Regions from separate parts of the Rattus norvegicus genome. Here region 1 is linked to region 2. A link is a contact called in public Hi-C data. All regions are on one chromosome and are shown on one strand. The core of a region is the stretch at or near the end of the contact, and the rest is flanking DNA. Distances in the headings are between cores, read along the strand shown. Region 1 overlaps LOC102554942 (a long non-coding RNA gene). Region 2 has its middle 34 kb from the start of Tpra1.

Region 1 (2,761 bases), core at 173-2,672, 39 kb after region 2:
ATCGTACTCAACATACCCCAGCTGGACACCTTAGTCCTAGATCCCCCAGGCTATGTCTCTGATACATGTGGTCTCCTGCTTGTCAGCACGGCAGTTGGCATTGCTTGCTTGGGGTGAAATAACTGGCCAATCAACACCAAGTGGGGTCCTTAAAGGCCAACAGACACAAAAGGCTTGTCTCCCCCCACTAGCCATTGAGTGGGCCTCATGGGGCCTGGACGACCACTGCTTGGGACCTATGGGTCAGGGAGGAACTGACAGACACCCTGCAAGATGCTAGAGACCTGGGACTAGAGACAGCCTGGAAATAGTCTTGGGGCAGGATGGCCCAAGGGAGGCCTTTTTCTGTGAGGTTCTAGTCAGCCCCAAACTCTCACAGGAACTCACAGTACCCCAAACATCCAACCCACCTGGTTTTTCCCAAGCACTTCCTTTCAGTTTTACAAACCCTCTCAAAGGGAGATTTCTGTCACATATCAGAGACTGAGCTCAGAGAGGTTGGGAACAGGGCTGGGGTTGCACAGCATTGGTGTTTTCCCCTCAAATGCGTAATTTTGGCTAGATCCCCATTCAAGAGCTTCCATTTTGGAGGAGGAGGTTAATCAGAGACAGCTTACATGGCCCCCAAGAAACCCTGCTGGTGCTTTTACAAAGTTGGTAGATTCTGGAAGGGTGCTAAGAACTGGGGCTTGATCATTGCCCCCTGTGTCTGCAGTGTCCGGACTCGGCAACCTCTCAGGAAAAGATGAGTCCATTGCAATGTGCATCCTGCTTGTTTGAGCTCTTCTGAGTGCTGGGACAGCACTGGCTGATTGACAGGGAGTGATGGGGATATTCTCTCTCTGATAATTGAAAATCAGCAGAGTAACAAGCAGCAGCAACAGCCTCCAGCTCCTGACTGATGGCTGGCTCTGTCCCCTGGCCCTGTGTTAAAGAGTCTGATTCACCTCCATTTGCCTCTGGTAGACTCTTACCCACTGGCCCTTGGGTCCTAGGACAAGCTGGATGGGTTAGGGGCTTAAGAAACAAGGTATGATCATGCCCATTCTATCCAGTGGCATCCTCCACAGTAGCCTTGGCCTGCTGCTGTTTTCTTGCCACCTCTGGCACAGGTCTTGGCTCGCTGAGGTGGAATGAACCCCTCAGAAATGTCCACCTCTGGAAAGCCATCCTTTCGTTGGTCTAGCTTTATTGGTGTGTGCACCCCACACCCCAACCCCACTCAGACACTCCCCAGTCAGGTTCCCAGCAGGCTGTTCTACACTCTGGAAGCTCTCCCCTCTCAGCCCTGCTGCTCCTCCTGACACTCCCACTGTGGTCTGACCTCACCCATGACCTTTCCTCAGCCTGCCACCCACAGCCCTCCTGACTCAGGCTGTGCCATCCGCCTGTCACATGCTGCCTGCTCCCTGCTCTGGTTCCCAAACACTGAGTCATTGTGATTTCCAGAACACCTCCCTCTGTGCCTTCTGCATCGAAAGAGCTTTGGGCTCTCTGGGGAGCTGGACTTGCTGCCTCAGGCTGCCCTACTAGAAATCAGAAATGGCCTCCACTCGATGTTCAGCCCTGTATCTGCTGAATCCACCTTCAATTCTCTGCAGAGGCAAGTTCCTCTGAGCCTGGGACTGGCATGGGCCCCGTGGGCACACAAAGAGATTAGGGGAAGGAGAAGGCTAGTCCTCTCTCCAGTATAAAGTCTTGTCTGAGCAGAGGACAGAGCCCGAGTCAGGGCTTCTCCCTGCTTACAGACTCTTGTGATCTAAAGATGTGAGGCTTCTGTTGGCAAGTGGACACAAGCTCTAAAACAGACAAACAAAGGAAAGATTAAGAGGAAGAAATTGGTATAACTTAAAATAGCAGGTCAAACCAATCAATGGAGCCACCCATGCTCTGTGCTATAAAGGGCAATAGAGCTAGCATCGTATTCAGAGTCTCTGAAGCCAGACTCACTGGTCCTGAGAGAATCCACCGGACATCTGGGGAGCAGCGGCTCTGTGTTCTCCTCCTCATCCCAGGTCTTACCCACTGGCCTGGGAATATGGGGCAGCAGAGCTGGCTTTTGCCTGACTCTCTGAGATCTTAGGTTCAAGCTCCAGCATTACCTTGTCTCCACTTCCCAACCCCATTACACCAGGGTTTAGGGACAAAGCAATCAAACGAGCGCAGATACAGATGTACCATTCACAAAGAACCACAGATAGGACCACGTGTTTCCAACAACAACTTCCAGCACGCTCTTGTAAATGAACAGGGATGGGGTTGGGAGGCGCCTATGTTTTGGGGCTAATATTTGCTACAGTTTGGGGAGATGAAGATGACGTCAGTGAGAGGCAGAACCTAGGGCCAGGATTTGATGCTGGTCAACAAGGGGGCTTTACCATACCTGTATTTTGTCATGGAAAGGAAAGATGTAATTGCTTTAATTATAACATCCACAGGGCAGCAAGGTGTGGTCCTGCTTGGGTAGGTGGGCTGAGAGGACACAACGTCTCCATAAAGCATTTTCCAGTTTGAGGAGCTGGGGGGATGGCTCAGTGGCTGAGCACTTGCCTCTCAAGCATGAGAACTGGAGTTTGGATCCCTTGAACCCAAGGAAATGCTGGGCAGCCAAGGCAGTGTCTGTAATTCCAGTCTGGGAAGGTGGCAGCAATCAATACTCAGAGCAAGCTGGCTTGAGAGACTAGCTGTATCTATGAGCTCTGAGTTTGATTGAGAGCCCCTGCCTCAATGGTTAAGGTGGAAGAGCTATCAGAATGACTCC
Region 2 (2,700 bases), core at 166-2,665:
GGTGGATCAAGTGAGACTGACTGCAGTAGATGGTGATCTGATGTCCTCAAAGTCCATTGATTCCTCAAAGTCCATTGACTTAAATATGAACCTTGTCCAGAAAACACCCTTGTAGGAACATCTAGGACTGACTTTTGACCTCAGTTTAAGCTGGCTAACTTGACTCTGAGTTAACCACCACGGAAGTCGTAATTACATAGCACCTATGAGAGTTTCTCAGGAGCCCAGGATCAGATAAGTAGGGCCAGCACTCCAGCTATAGAGAGCTGCCTGGATGAGACACACCTCTCCTACAAGGGACAGCTCTGCAGGGGAATCCAGCTCCCAAGCTGTGATTGGTCAGCTGGGGCTGGAGGGCAGCTGATCAGGGTGCACTGTCTCATTCCAGTCCTGTCTCCTTCCTGCTTCCACCACCCCATGAACGCCCCCCTCTTCCAGCCTGCTATGGGACCCAGCCACTTCTAGTGTCCCTTTATGCCTGGCCACAATCTGCTAGTTTAGTGGACTCTGCACTATGAGTCTCTTGGGATGTGAACTCCGCAGGGATAGGGCTGTATTCTTGCCTGGACACGAGGGGAGGGTGAGCAAACTGGCAGGTGTTTGCTCATCTCTGAGACATTTCAGGGAAGCTGGGCCTTCAGTGGAATGATCGGGGTCTCAGGACTAGAGTTCCCAGGTCTGGGCTCAGGGAAAAAGAGGGGCCCAGGGGATGTCAGAGTGGAATGTCAAATCAGAGCAGGATATTAGCCAAATTGGTGAAGGCTGGGGGTATATAGAGGAGTGGGATGAAGGCCTGAGGCAGAGGGAGTTACCTCCCCATTCCCTGTGGATGACATAAGCTGCATCTGAGGTCAGAACCTCAAGAAGATGGTTTGCTCCAAAAGATGTGGCAGATGAGAAACAGAGTCTCTCCTGTGGCTTACTGCACCGCATGAAGTGTCAGGTGGGGAACTGAGGCCAGGAGACCAAGTTGTGGGCTGGATTAATACTGCAATGGTGGTAGCCACAGGGGAGATCCAGGGTCAGAAGGAAGGAGGGTCTTCATGTGAATCTGGGTATAGACACAGGGCCAGGAGAACTCTGCAGAAAGAGGCATTTCCTAAAATGGGCCAGAACTTGTTCCAACTCCCAGGATCCATTGCAATGGCCTCCTGTGTCTGTCAAGGGTTGACTTCAGATTTGGATCTGGGCCAACCTTCCTGATTTCCACAAGTTGGACAGAATGCTGCTCAGAGGCGAGGGTCAGATTTTGCCTTCTTTGTGACATCCCTGTGGAAACCTACAGTGGCAAGCTCTAACTCCAGGCCCTGCAAGAAGGTCACGTGTAGCCAGCCACACAACCTGTATCCCAGCCCAGCCCTCAGTGATGCTTGGGACAAAGAAGCTCTAGGTGACTCATCCCTAGTGGCTGCAGTCACCACCAGCTCTCCTACCCCTCTCCCCCAGTTTCAGACCGGTGGAGGCGAGCCACCCTGCTGGGCTCTGTGTGAGGTGCTGTCCCTCAGAACTGAGCTGGGAGGAAACTGTTTAATGCTGGGACATCGGGAGTGGCTCACAGCAGCAGTAACTGTAGTAGAGCCCCTCTCCTGCTGGTCCCCACCTGACCTGGGCCACTGACACTGTTAGCTTGCAGCCAGACCCAGCAGGGAGCTGGTGGACTGGGAGCTCAGGACCAGAGTACCACTTAACCTATCTCTGCCAGAAACTTAGAAGAGCCTGTGCCGTGAGGAAAGGGACTCGGGCTTGGGCTGCATCCAGCCAGTGTCCCCACCTCCCCCAGTCTGTCTCCTTCATTCATTAAACAGGAAGCAGGAGGCTCAGAACGTGCTGATGACTCAAGCACAGAGACACAATGGCAAGCTAGGCCCCTGGCTCCCACCCCTGCTGTGTTAGCTCGAGTGGGAGTGTGTGCACAGCTCTCGGAGCCAACCTCCTGAGGAGGTGGATCTGTGCCCCAGGACAGTCCTTCTGAGGCCTAGCTTTTGCTCTCCAGGGGATAGATGCTCTCAGCCAACTGTCTCCTCCTCTCATAGGGCTCACGGATGCTCATCTGTCTCCTTCCTCTCCTATCCCCGTGGACATCCCCATTCCTGCTCAGCTGCCCTGGCTTGCCTCCTGCCCCGGCCATGGGCACTGCGGGGACCTCAGAGTCTTACGCTGACTACACCAGGCTTTTCAGCCTCTGTGGTCCAGGCCATCCAGACAGGTCTCTGCCTTGTCTCTTGACCCAAGTTTGCTTTAGATTAGTCAGAAGTCAAACTCAACTTGACTGACAGCTGGCAGATACAACCTCAACATAAATTAAGGTCTGCAATGTTCTGGAGTCTAGAACCAAGCCATAGCATCCCTGTCCACTGGTGTTAAGATGCCCTGTTTTCCCACCCTTGCTCTGTTCTCCAGAGAATAAGCCAGGGTCCTTCATCGCCTGTGCCGAGACGCAGTCAGATGAGGCTCTGAGGTCCTCCTTGGTGTCTGTGGGTGGGGCGAGGAGCAAGCTGGGGTAGCTCAGCAGGAATGGTGATGTCCAGGTCTCTGCTGATCTGCCAGGCACTGTTCTTCAGTCTTTCCTTACCCATCACACCTCTGACTTTGAAAGAGGGCTGCCGGATTCTTCAGGGAAGTCCCTGAGTTTGGTGACTTGGTGGTGGTGTCTTGCTTCTGCACCGGAGTTGTGGGCTTTGAGAAACCACTGGGCTGAAG

Evidence for each region. Hi-C and Micro-C count contacts between places; a contact is called where the count stands out from the background.
Region 1: a Hi-C map of Schwann cells shows a contact between it and region 2, with 2.1 times the contacts expected there. The contact joins two enhancer-like sites. A contact is called at or near these places in 3 of 12 Hi-C or Micro-C datasets (the A7r5 cell line, Schwann cells and prefrontal cortex) and 1 of 1 datasets of contacts at active chromatin or transcription factors (oligodendrocytes).

What each region holds. Positions count from the first base shown.
Region 1 is chr4:122,993,204-122,995,964 of GRCr8, forward strand. The region is part of intron 1 of LOC102554942 (a long non-coding RNA gene); the gene reads left to right. Among named protein-coding and RNA genes, the nearest start is that of Tpra1, 73 kb to the left of the region's middle. Within about 2 kb of position 1,423, at least 59 of the 93 cell types and tissues checked have an H3K27ac peak or open chromatin away from gene starts, as enhancers often do. A contact at or near this core is called in Schwann cells, where this site is marked.
Region 2 is chr4:122,954,191-122,956,890 of GRCr8, forward strand. No RefSeq gene overlaps it. Among named protein-coding and RNA genes, the nearest start is that of Tpra1, 34 kb to the left of the region's middle. Within about 2 kb of position 1,416, at least 2 of the 93 cell types and tissues checked have an H3K27ac peak or open chromatin away from gene starts, as enhancers often do. A contact at or near this core is called in Schwann cells, where this site is marked.